3 separate regions of the Capra hircus genome follow, and regions 1 and 2 are each linked to region 3. Evidence: chromatin contacts called from public Hi-C data. All regions are on one chromosome and are shown on one strand. Each heading gives the region's core, a stretch centred on a gene start, on an enhancer-like site or on the middle of the called end of the contact. The rest is flanking DNA. Distances are from core to core; before and after follow the strand shown. Region 1 holds the start of HECA (headcase protein homolog). Region 2 has its middle 56 kb from the start of HECA. Region 3 has its middle 11 kb from the start of CITED2.

Region 1 (4,457 bases), core at 702-3,201, 190 kb before region 3:
CATAGACATGAAAATTGTTGTTGTTGTTCAGTTACTAAGTGGTGTCCAATTCTTTGTGACCCCCTGGACTGCAGCATGCCATGCTTCCCTTCCTTCATTGTCTTCCAGAGTTTGCTCAAACTCATGTCCATTGAGTCGGTGATGCCATCCAACCATCTCATCTTCTGTCACCTGCTTCTCCTCCTGCCCTCAATCTTTCTGAGCATCAGAGTCTTTTCCAAAGACTCGGCTCTTCAGATTAGGCGGCCAAAATATTGGAGCTTCACCTTCAGCATCAGTCCTTCCAATGAATATTCAGGGTTAATTTCCTCTCTCCTCTGGCAAAATTAGGGAATTAAAAGATCCATCACTTTCCTCCTGAAAAGTCCAACCTGCTTCTGAGTGTGCTCTCTTGCAGCTCCTGGCTCTGTTATGAATGCCCAATATTCCCAGGGAGTTTCCCCATTATGTAAACACAGGGCAAGTACTTCCCTGTCTACCTCTTTATGTTTCAGAACACAACTAAAGATTTTTTAAAAAGTTAAAAAAACCTAAACCCTTTTTATTTTGTATTAGAGTATAGCCAATTAAAAATGTTGTGGTAGTTTCAGGTGGACAGCAAAGGGACTCAGCCATACATATAGATAAATCCATTCTCCCCCGTACTCCCCTCCCATCCAGACTGCCATATAACATTGAGCAGAGTTCCAAGATTCTTTACTGGAAAGCTGGGTTAATTAAAGAAGATCACACTGTATAGGAAGGGAGAACTGTAAATTGTCAGTTAACATAGTTTTCCCTCCACAGTTCATGGGAAAAGAACATATACACTCAACAAATACATGCCAGCTGTCCTGCTGAGGTGCCCAAGACAGATAAAATGTCCTACATGTTGAACTTTCATTTGAGAAGCAGATAGACAGGAAATAGGTAAACATATATACATTGACAACCTAATTAGAGATGGATGAGGTGGTACTTCTGATAGCCCTTTTGGGGAATGGCATCAGTTCTATCATTGTGAAGGAAGTGATGTGTTTGAGCTGAGACCTGAAGGGTGGGAAGGAGCTAGTCTTCAAAAAAGCCGAAAAGAGTTGCAGAAAAAGAGACCACGGGAAACTGTTCCTGGGGTTCCCTGCCCCTCAAGTCACTGCCTTATCACTGGTGTCACCCTCTGCTCTCCACCTGCTCACAACAGTGGCCGCCGGGCTTTCAGGACAACTCAGTCCACGGGGATTGGGTGTTCCCTCCAGGAAGAGCCTGCTTCTCCGTCCCTGGAGACGTTTAGTATCATCCCTGGATGGTGGGTTCTGTTTGAACCAGCGGTTTCACCACTAGACTGTGACGGCCTTCCATTCACGGACTCTTCTGTCCTTTCTCATTTTCTAGGAACTTGACTCGATTTCTTTAATTAGTGAATCTACAACTGTTTCTGAATGGCAGAGCATTTTGATGTATGATTAATTAGAAACTCTTTGTTTTCCAATTCTGTTCTGGTCACCCCCCCACCCCCATTTTCTCCCGATCATATTGTTCTAAGCCTCAATTACATGAAGGTCAGAAGGCCTCCGACTAACTCCAGATGCCACTGGACTGGCGTTTAGGGCCATTTCAGGAAGGTAGGTCCGCAGGCACCCAGGTGCAGTCGGAGACCCGGAGTGCGGGCGCCCCGATGACGTCACTCCAAGGCTGCCGGCTCAGCGCGGGGCGTGACGTCACGCGGGCGGGCCAGGCCACCATGAGGTCACCTAGTGGGTGCGGCCAGGCCGAATCCCCAGTGTCGTCACGGGAGGGGGCGGGGCCAGAGCGTGTCAGCGAAGCCGAATCAAAACAAGCCCGAGACCCGCCTTTTCCCTCCGGCTGGAGAGCTTCTTGCTTGCGCCCCGAGCCCGCGGCGCCCGCGCGGCTGCGAGCCTCGGGTGACCGCGCGCCGGCTCCAGGAAGCCGGGGAGGGCGCGGCAGCCGGGATGGCGCGGCGCGGGCCGCGCGGCTAGACGGGCGCCAGCGGAGCCGCCGGCCCGCGCCCTCCGTTCTCGGCCTCCCGAACCCGGCGTCGCGCCGCTGGGAGCCGCCTTCACCGACGCGGGGCACCTGGACGCTCGCGAGATGCCCAATCCCAAAAACAGTAAAGGCGGCCGCAAAAACAAGCGCGCCAACAGCAGCGGGGACGAGCAGGAAAATGGAGCCGGGGCCCTGGCAGTGGCGGGCGCGGCGGGGGCGGCGGCCGGGGGGGCCCTGGCGGCGGCGGCCGGCTGCGGAGCAGCGGCGGCGGGCGCACCCGGCACCGGGGGCGCGGCGGGCGCCGGAGGCGCGGGGCCGGGCGCCGCCAACGCCGCGGCCGCCGCGGGGGCTGCAGCCGCGGGCGACGCCAAGAACGGTGAGTCGGGTCCGGTCGGGCGAGCGCCAACTTCCTCACCGACGGGGACGGCGCGGCGGCGGCGGGGCCCAGGGTGGCGCGGGCGATGCGTGGACAATGCGAGAGTCAGGAAGTGCTCACCCCGCCCCTCCGCCCCGCCGCGGCTGCCCCTTCCCGGTCCCCACGCACGGCGGCGGCGATCGATCGCCGGCCCCGGCTCGGTGTCCGCGCCGCTCTCCGGTCGCGCGCCTCGGGCAGCCTGCGCCCCAAACTCCGAGGGGCTGTCGGGTCCCCGGTCGGGGCGGCGCTCCCCTCGGGCCCTGCCCGTTGTGCTCGCGCTGGCAAAGCCGAGTGTGTGCTCTAGACCAGGGAGGACGAAGGAAGGGAAGAAAGAGCTGCTCAAGTTGAGAAGAATGGTCCGATTGGAAACTTAGGCACCAGTTCCTTCTTCCCTGTGCTCCCCTCACCCACCCGCCTTCCCCTCCCCTGAGTGAAGGGGAGCCTCAAATCCCGGCCGACCGGGGCTTGCTGTGTCGACTGCCACAGGTGAAGAGGCCCCGAGACATTTTTACTGTAGGGTGTGTGTGTGTGTGTGTGTGTCGCTGGGCCGAGGGGGCGGGGGTGTGCTCTTTAATTCTGCTCGCTTGAGGAAGGAAGAGAATCTGAACTTGACTTCCGTTCTCAGCCCGGAGTTAAAAAAAAAAAAATCATTATTTAATTCTACTTCACATTTTAGGAGGAAGCTTAATAACCTGAATGCACCTTTTGAGAGAGCGTTTAAGGAATAGTGAAGATACCACAAGATTGCCGTTGTCACTGCAGAGACACAGTCTTACAGCGTGCTGGGCAAACACTTTTTCGGACTTGGGCAGTTCTTTGAATTCCTCTGGTCAAGTAGGTTTTCAGAGCAGGGAATATAGGTATATTTTAATGAAGAGAGATTGGGTTCCTAATATCTGACTTTTAACTTGTAGGTTTCAGCTTCCAAAGCCCTTCTTTATGTAGATCACTTACTTTTTAAACTGGTGAACTGCACTTAGAAGAACCCGCATGGTTATCAGAGCAGAGGAGGCTGAAGATTAGCCGATTAGAACCTTAGGCCCCTTGGCTATATCTCTGCAATTTTGAAATAGGAAGGTTCCCCACGCCGCCCACCCCCCAGGAACAAACATCCCATTTGTGAATGTTTGAAAAGTCAAAATTTGGCCAGACTGTCTTTGGCGTGTTCTGTTTTTTTTTTTTGCCACCCCATGGGCTGTAGCCCGCCAGGTTCCTCTGTGAAATTCTCCGGGCAAGAATACTGAGTGGGTTGCCAGTCCCTTTTCCAGGGGATCTTCCTGACCCAGGGATCAAACCTGGGTCTCCTCCTTGCAGGCAGATTCTTTACCTTCTGAGTCACTTTAATTGACCCCCCCACCCCCCCTTTTTTTTTGTTCTAAACTTCATCTTGGTATTGATGTGGCAGAGGAGAAAGAAGCGACTCCTTGCTCAGCCATTCAGTTTTGTCATCTCGGGAAGGACAGCTGTTCTGAGCTTCAATTTCCTACCCTGTAAAATCGGGGAAAAAAGAATTATGCTGATTGTATTGGCTCCCTCAGGAAGTTATCCGAGGCTCAGAGTGTCCCTTCTCTACCCAGTCCCCAGTACTTGTTGTTTTAGAAGCTGGTTACATTTGTAACAAGCTTAGTCAAGTTTGTCAAGGAAAGTAAGTGATCAGTGAATGACAGCTGTCATTCACTCATTCAAAAGATACTAAGCATTTACCATGTTACAAGTACTGTGTTAAGTATTAAAGGACAGGTGGCAGTCAAAGAAAGGACCTGCTGGTCCTCACCGGAGCTTGCATTCCTGGGGATGGTTCAGAGGGCTTACCCTGCGTCTGCTTGAAAGTTTCAGGTTGACTGTTCCCTTTTCTTCTTTAAAAGATAAGACCTCGTAAGTGGTGTGACGGAATGTTTTCCTTAGGCTATGGTTATGGTGCCCCTGTTACTGCTTTCCACTGAAGTGGCAATCTCAGGTATATTTAGCAGTTCTGTGTATGTCTGTGTGAAGGTATGTATTTGTGATTTGGAGTTTGTTTCATTACATGAATAGAGGAAAAAGGGAATAAATGGGCCATTGC
Region 2 (4,152 bases), core at 171-2,670, 130 kb before region 3:
ACCAGGTCAACAGTTGAATGACTGGCTGGAAACATGTTTTCAAAACTACTTTGCACAGAGCCTTGCAAAAAGAAGGGGGCTGCAATGGATGGAAAACATGATGATTGAATCTTTATGGGTAAAACTATGAGCTCACATAAATATTTAATACCTTAAGTTATTGCCCACCTGGACTGTAGTCAAAAATAAAATCATAGTAAAATACCAGAAAGTTTAGCAGGGCCTTAAATGCAGTTCTCACAGTAGTAGCTTAAGAAAGTTTGATGTGATGTGAAAGTCGCTCAGTTGTGCCCAACCCTTTGTGACCCACAGGACTATATCAGTCCATGTAATTCTCCAGGCCAGAATATTGGAGTGGGTAACCTTTCCCTTCTTCAGGGGATCTTCCCAACCAAGAGATCGAACCCAGATCTCCCACATTGCAGGCAGATTCTTTACCAGCTGAGCCACCAGGGGAGCCCAAGAATACTGGTGTGGGTAGCCTATCCCATCTCCAGCGGATCTTCCTGGCCCAGGAATTGAACTGGGGTCTCCTGCATTGCAGGTGGATTCTTTACCAACTGAGCTATCAGGGAAACCCTAAGAAAGTTTAGTTTGTGAATGATTGATTCTCCCTTCAATCTGGGTATCTTGCATCCAACATGCATCTTTGCCCATTTCCAATTATTTGTGTTTACCTGGACTCTTCCTGGAGAAGGAAGCACCCCTGTGCAGTTCATTGGATTATGCTTGGATGATGGCTGTGGACCGAGGCTGGGCACCAGGATCTCTCTGCAGGAAGGGTCCCCTGGGGTGTTCAGGTTCTGCTGCCCAGATGCAAAAGTGTGTGACCATATCACCCCAGTTTGGGGTTTTTAACTTAATAGACTGTTTATTTACTAACTAACCTATTATTTGTATGTATTGAGGAAGTAAGATTGGGTCATTAGGTGCTAAAAACATTTGAAACCATATTTTATTGATCATTGTCAGAAATGTGCTATTAGCACATATGGAGGAGTTTGTGAATACAGGGAAGGGATTGAATACTTTGAGAGTTTTCCTGGCATTATTTTCAGAAAGCCTGGCCAAGAGGACCGGCTTAGGGCATCTGCAAAGCAGCTATTTTGAGAACAAAATTCCAAACATATCATTTGTCAGTCAGCAACTCAAGAATCAAACCAAAACAGAACAATAAAGAAGTCATCATGACTTCTTCTCAGCTTAGTGACAGTGGTGATGGAACACAGGGAAAGATGGAAAACCCTTGGAGGTGGACTTGGGAGTGAATCGTGGCTGAGTTCAGTGAGCGTGTTTCTCAGCTGTGGAATACAGACACAGCTTCACCACCTTTCTGTTGTTGGTCTAGTGTAGATCACTCCTCCTTCTGTCCCTGGTGCCTCACGCACCGCCTGCTTAAGGGTGAGTCCTTAATTGTGTTCTATAAACTCTGCAGTTGCTGGCTTGCCCATGTCTCACTTAAGTGGAATACTGCCTGGATCCCAACTGTAGTTAAGTTTCAAGTTTGTTCAGAGCAAAATGAACTTCCTTGTAACTTTTTTCAGTGTAACTCTCAAAAACAGTCACCAACTTTGGCAGAAGATGAGGCCTCCTTAATGACTGTACAAAGGTGGTTTTCAGGCCCACCCTGGGTGCCATGCCCGTCTTGCTGGCCGTGAAGCCAGCTAGGCCTGCAGTGCTCAGTAGGTGGCGCTCGTGCTCTCTCTGTGCCGCAGCCATCGCGGAGGGTGTGGGTTTGGGCCGCAGGAATGCAGATATATCGTCTACTCAAAGCGGCTTCCTTGGGTCGGCAGCAGCATAAACCCATTATCGGCAGCTGCTGCTGAACTGTCCTTGCTTTGGCATCTGTGAGGTTGGGCACTGCAAGAAGCAAAACCGCTGACTGAAATAAGCAGGTTAGGGGTCTGTTATCTGGTTCCCTGCAGATGGGTCTGGGAGCAACTTGGAGACCAAGACCAGAGTCCAGGAAGGCTCTTCTCTCCTGTAACTGTGGTCTGGAAAAATCTCATCAATGTGGCCAGCTCTCTAAAGCCCCATTTTGGAGCCAATTTAGTGAAAATCAAGAACATTTTGAACCAGTGACAGAATTATAATTTTTATACTTATGAGCTGGCTTCTCCTGGTCAGTCTTGATTTCCAGCATTCGATCTTATTACTGATGTAAGAGCAGTAGCCCTCAGTGCCTCCTTCTATTTGGGGTATAGAATATATAGTCACCATAATTACCACTTTCTGACAGCTGCTGCTGCTGCTAAGTCGCTTCAGTCGTGTCTGACTCTGCGACCCCATAGACGGCAGCCCACCAGGCTCCGCCGTCCCTGGGATTCTCCAGGCAAGAACACTGGAGGGGGTTGCCATTTCCTTCTCCAATGCATGAAAGTGAAAAGTGAAAGTGAAGTCACTCAGTCATGTCCAACTCTTCGTGACCCCATGGACTGCAGCCTTCCAGGCTCCTCAGTCCATGGGATTTTCCAGGAAAGAGTACTGGAGTGGGTGGCCATTGCCTTCTCCTTCTGACAGCTGAGTCTCAAGCGGTGTTATGGACTGAATGTGTTCTTCGAAGTTCTTGTGTTTAAATTGTAATCCCCAATATGATGAGATCCCCTGGAGGAGGGTGTGGCAACCCATTCCAATATTCTTGCCTGGAGAATTCCATGGACAGAGGAGCCTGGCAGGCTCATGGGGTGACAAAGAGTCGGACACCAGTGAGCGACTAATGTGATGGTATTAAGATGTGGGGCCATTGAGAGGTGATTCAGTCATAAGGGTGGAACCCTAATGAATGGGATGAATGCCCTTGGAGAAGAGGTTCCAGAGAGCCTTCTCATCCCTCCAGCAGGTGAAGACACAGAAGATGGCCAGCTCTGAACCAGAAAGCAGGCTCTCACCAGACATTGAATCTGCCTGCACCTTGATTTTGGACTTTCCAGCCTCCAGAACTGTGAGAAATAAATTTACGTTTTTTTTAAGCCACTCGGTCTGTGATATTTTGGTATAGCAGTATGAAGACTAAGACAATCAACAACATGCCCCCTATTTCTAACTTCAATTCTTATAAACAAAGTGATGGGAAACCAAAACCATGAGTCACTAAGATTTGGCTTTTGCTATTCTCTGGTAGTTCAGCTGGTAAAGAATCTGCCTGCAATGCTGGAGATCCTGGTTCGATTCCTGGGTTGGGAAGATCCGCTGGAGAAGGAATAGGCTACCCACTCCAGTATTCTTGGGCTTCCCTGGTGGCTGGTAAAGAATCTGCCTGTCATGCGGGAGACCTGGGTTTGATCCCTGGGTTGGGAAGATCCCCTGGAAAAGGGAATGGCTACCCACTCCACTATTCTGGCCTGCAGAATTCCATGAACTGTACAGTCCATGGAGTGGCAAAGAGTCAGACATGATTAAGTGATTTTCACTTTAGTCTCTTTTAATAAACAATGCAAAGAAGTATAAGAAAACAATAGAGTGAGAAGGACTAAAGATCTCTTTGAGAAAATAGGAGGTAACAAGGGAACATTTCAGGCAAGGATGGGCACGATAAACATCAGAAATGGTAAGGACTTAACAGAGGCAGAAGAGATTAAGAAGAGGTGGCAAGAATACACAGAAGAACTATACAAGAAAGGCCTTAAAGACCTGGATAACCACAGTAGTGTGGTTATTCACCTATAGCCAGACATCCTGGAGTGTGAAATGAAGTGGGCCTTAGGAAGCATTACTAGGAACAAAGCTAGTGGAGGTGATGGAATTCCAGCTGAGCTATTTCAAATACTAAAAGATAATGCTGTTAAAGTGCTACACTCAATATGTCAGCAAATTTGGAAAACTCAGCAGTGGCCACAGGACTGGAAAAGGTCAGTTTTCATTCCAGTCACAAAGAAGGGCAGTGCCAAAGAATGTTCAACTTCAGGACAATTGTGCTTATTTCAGAGGCTTGTAAGGTAATGCTCAAGCCAGGCTTTGGCACTAGGTGAACCAAGAACTTCCAGATGTACAAACTGGGTTTAGAAAAGGCAAAGGAACCAGAGATCAAATGGCCAACTGATTCATTGGATCATAGGGAAAGCAAGGGAATTCCAGAAAAACATCTACTTCTGCTTCATTGACTATGCTAAAGCCTTTGACTGTGTGGATCATCACAAGAAATTGTGGAAAACT
Region 3 (4,418 bases), core at 1,020-3,519:
AACTCACCCCCTCGAATCTCTGAAGCTAGGATGGCCTTTCAGAGTTGTTCTGAGTTGGGGTGAGGGAACCAGACCTTTATCCCAGTCATTGGAGGCAGGCTACCTGAGGAATTACCGACTCAAGGGACATGAATTTGAGTAAGTGCTGGGGGTTGGTGATGGACAGGGAAGCCTGGTGTGCTGCAGTCCATGGGGTTGCAAAGAATCAGACACAACTGAGTGACTGAACTGAACTGAACCTGAGGAAAAGGAATGGTCTTGGGCAGTGTGACCAGGAATTCTGAAGAGCTGTGGGCTGTCTGTGGGCTGCATTCCCAGCAACTGAGGGAAAAAGTCCTTCAGTCCTGAAGTGAAATTTGCAGAGCACATCAGTGTCCATTGCTCACTGTAATATCGGTGCAAGAGTATGTTAGAAGCTTTAACTGAGGAGGAAATTTTAAATTTCCTCTGATACTTTAAAACAGACACTTTACATTCCTCATTTTTTTTGTGGAAAAGATCATTTTTTACTTCACTCACTAGTATAGGTATAAAATAACCCCCCAATATGTATTTCAATGAAACATTAAAAAAAATTTGTGTTAGTATGTGTTAGGATGGTTTTGTGTCATGTGACTGAATCTAACTCAGATTAGTGCTGGGATAGGAAAATATATTGTTTCATGTAGCTAAACTTCAGGAAAGACAAAGTTGCAACTAGACTTCAGGGACTCAGATTTTTGTCTCTGCTTCTCTCTTCATGTTGTTTTGACTCTCTCAGACTAGCTCATTCAGTACAGCTGGCAGTATGGCTAACAGCAGTTTCCAAACTTATAATTTCATCACTAGAGAAAAAACTTGACCTCTCTATTGTTAAACTCACTGGGAAAGGTTTTTATTGGGTCAGGTTTTATCCATGGACCAGTCAGCTGCAGCCAGGTGGATAAGTTATGATGATTAGACCAATTCAGTCTATCTGGGCAAACCTAACCAAGCATGGCCGTCAAGTAAAATCATGTGTATTCTTATGTGGATACATTACTGGGGTGGAGAAAGGTATTTTGTGGAAGGCTAGAGCAAGCAATGAGTAGATAGAATAAAAGATATCCTGCGGTAGATTTCTCTTATGCCCCCCCCACCCCTTTTCCATCTTAGCAGACTAATTCTGTATTCTTTTTTGGCTTTGGCATAGGAACCAGTGAATTTTATCATGGAAATATGACATAGCTGTCAATAATTTGTTCCTAAATATTAGGTTCTCTTCATTTTGTACTAAGATTAATCACCTGCCAACATGTACATGATTTTCTTGGTTCAACGAAATTGTTGATTAATCATATTAACAAGAGAATTTTCGAAGGGCCAGAAATGAAGACATAATGAGTATATATTTCTTTTTAAGAGGATATTTATTTATATTAGCAAATGTCACTTTATAGAAGACATTTCAACCTTTATCAAATAAACCTGCTCTGAGTGATTCATAATATAATTTTGTTAGCAATACATCTTTATTATATAAAGAAGACTCATTTGAAAATATAAAGGCTTTAAAAATAGTTCTTTTAAGTTCCAGCAAAAAATCCAGGCCTTAAAACAAGAATTTTGGAAAGAGTTCACTTAACTTTTGAATCTTCTAGTGATGGAGTTGTTGGCCTCCATCTACCTACCCTACCTACCCTAACTGTGTTAATTCCATTCTGTGGTAAAACCTATCCCAATGGTTAGTTCAGAAAAGGGAATGTGACACAGTACATGGAGGGAAGGGATTCTTCTGGGAAGTTTTCTTTTCTCTTGAAGGAAAAAAAAAAAAAGCCACAGAAAGAGATAGCCATTCTTTTGGACCTTGTTGGTCCATACATCATGTAAGCTCTTCTAATGTCACTTAGTCTGAGGTAAAAAGAAAAAAAAAACAAGTCCTTGTTGACATTATTAGTGAATTAACCAATCTGCCACAATGTAGGGAGGTCTCTCAGAGAGGAATACTTGAGATGGATTTTGAAGGCCACTTCATCAAGGGGAAAATGAAAAGGGCCTTCCAGGCAGAGAGAACAACATATGCCAAAGCACAGAGTCGTTAAATAGGTGTTTGAATCACTCAAGCTAGAGCAGATGAAGACTTGTCTGGGGAGACTTCATAGGAACTATGCCCAGCTGATGGCTGGGTTCTGGGTGCTGAATCAGGGAGTTAAAAAGCTGTCAATGACAGATGCACCTTCTCTCTCCATCTGTGCTTGGGATCATGTGGTCTCTTAGTATTGCTTTGTTCTGACAAGGTGTTCCACTCCTCTGGATTCATGGAATTCACTAGTGCGGTGAGGTGAGAGGCCTAGTGAACACCAATTCTCATTTTGACTTCTGCAAGCTAGTTTCACTCATCTTCAGTATAAGTATATGGCCCCCAAAGGACAGCTCAGGCTCAAATCCAGAGAATTTCAGTTTAAGCACCACTGTAATCTGACTATAGTTTCTGTTTTTTTTGGTTGGAGTTTTCCTGGTCAGCTAATGTGCTAGATAGCTTTCAGCCAGCTGTTTGAGCCACAGTCCAGTCCACCAACATTTAAAGTAAGAGCAAAGGGCCAATGAAAGGCATTGAACTGGATGGGCTTGACAGGCAGGAGGAGAAACAGGAGAGAGCAATGGGTCAGAGAAAGGATTAACAACCTAAAAATATCTTTCTGACTGAGGCACTCAGTCTTATCATTCAAAACATTCCTGTAGTTTAAATGCTGTACTCTCTCTAGAGTTTCTCTCTTAAGATATGTGTTCTTAGTGGGGCAGAAAACGGAGCCCCTGGTACCTGAGTAAGTGGAAGGCAGGATGAGAGCACTTCAGAAAGGGTAGGGGAGAATTAGAGCAAAAAAGTGGAGGCTTGCTCAAAGACACCTTTTGTCCAATTTGCAATTTTTATTACAGTGTAATGAGTAATGGTACCTGGGCAGAGAGTTAAAGAAGTGTCTTTGGCTTGTCCTTAATGTTGAAGGTTATAATAGGTCATGTGGTATAGTGTATGTTTCAGTAAAATCAGCAGTGGTGGAGGGCAATTTCTTTAGGTATGTGACACTCTAGTTTTGGTTGCTCAGGAGAAAAATGCAATTATGGGCTTACAGGCCTTCAGCTACACCTAGTGGCCAAGTAGTGAAAGGAGCAAATATGTTATTGTATTAATATTTTGTTGTAGTTCTTTAGCTACATTACTTTTACAGTCAGTTAAACGAATTATTTACAAATTATGCTCTGTGATTCCTTTTATATGTTATTTTTGACTAGTCTGTTAGCTTGTCATCTAGCTAAACAACTGATTCTCCAAATTGGAGGAATGTTGTGGTGTGAAACAAAGAGACTATGTGTGTTGGGAAGTTGAGGGGAGGGAAATAAAATGTCAGCCATGTGCCTCCTGCTCCTTGACAACCCTTAAGAACCTAATTAAAATGTTTGACATTGTCCAGCTTCCTCTACTTTAGCATTATGTAAAGGATTGTCTCTGAGAAAATAAACAATAACAGTGATGATGTTAATAACAATAACAGTGATGATTGTGGTTCAGGAACAGACATTTGAAGGAAAGAGAGTGTAAATATTTGAGAGTGTTATTTATGAGACTGGAAGAATGAACTTAATCTGTAAGAAAATAGAACAAAACCTGATCAAATTATTTTTAAGAATGTTACATAGTCACCTATGTCTTTGCAACTGCATGTACTAGAAATATGTTGTGGGTGGTCACTTTTTGATATTTGCTTACAGATAGGGAACTCTCAGCAGCCAACACTTATGTGCATTTTGACATTGAAGTGGAACATTGACTGATGGCAGCCCTTGGAGGATTGACTCAACTGGCTCAGGTCTATAGCACACCCCCAGACTCACAGTTAGGTTAGAGAAAGAACAGTAAGAAATGATATTTTGAAGGAGTTTTATATAATATTTTACTCCAATATTTTACTTTCCAAAGGGAGAAAATGATAGGAATGGGTTTATGTTTCCTTCATGAGGCTTTGAATACAGGATATATTAATTAAACATACACCTTCATTTCACTGATGGAGAAACTTGAGAGAATAGTGATTGAATTACCCAGCTCTTTGGTTGCAGAGCTAAGGCTACAACTCAATGGTTTTTACTCCTGACCTGTTATTTTTTAAAAATTCTAACTATTAATGGAAGAGTTCTCCATTTCAGTAGAAGACCAAAACAGAAGGAATTGGGCTTATACCTATATCAAAAAAGTTTAGATAGATTGAGGGAGATTAACTGTAAAGTAACTAAATACTGTATTTTCTTTATTCTAAGATGTTCAGTTTTTTTTTAACATATTAATATTCTGAAATCAGTGTGAATCCTATAATCAGTGTTAAATCATAGTTGCTTCCAGACAGTGTGTCAAGTTGTGATGTGGTGTCTTTAACATGGAAGAATTTAGCCAATGAGATTTTCAT

Evidence for each region. Hi-C and Micro-C count contacts between places; a contact is called where the count stands out from the background.
Region 1: a Hi-C map of liver shows a contact between it and region 3, with 3 times the contacts expected there. The contact joins the promoter of HECA here to the enhancer-like site in region 3. A contact is called at or near these places in 4 of 5 Hi-C or Micro-C datasets (blood and liver).
Region 2: a Hi-C map of blood shows a contact between it and region 3, with 5 times the contacts expected there. The contact joins two enhancer-like sites. A contact is called at or near these places in 3 of 5 Hi-C or Micro-C datasets (blood and liver).

Annotation. Positions count from the first base shown.
Region 1 is chr9:63,948,955-63,953,411 of ARS1.2, forward strand. It overlaps HECA (headcase protein homolog), which reads left to right and starts at 1,952. Exons shown (of 4, transcript XM_018053273.1): 1 at 1,952-2,356. The coding sequence starts at 2,086.
Region 2 is chr9:64,004,636-64,008,787 of ARS1.2, forward strand. No RefSeq gene overlaps it. Among named protein-coding and RNA genes, the nearest start is that of HECA, 56 kb to the left of the region's middle. Within about 2 kb of position 1,421, at least 3 of the 5 cell types and tissues checked have an H3K27ac peak or open chromatin away from gene starts, as enhancers often do.
Region 3 is chr9:64,136,027-64,140,444 of ARS1.2, forward strand. No RefSeq gene overlaps it. Among named protein-coding and RNA genes, the nearest start is that of CITED2, 11 kb to the right of the region's middle. Within about 2 kb of position 2,270, at least 2 of the 5 cell types and tissues checked have an H3K27ac peak or open chromatin away from gene starts, as enhancers often do.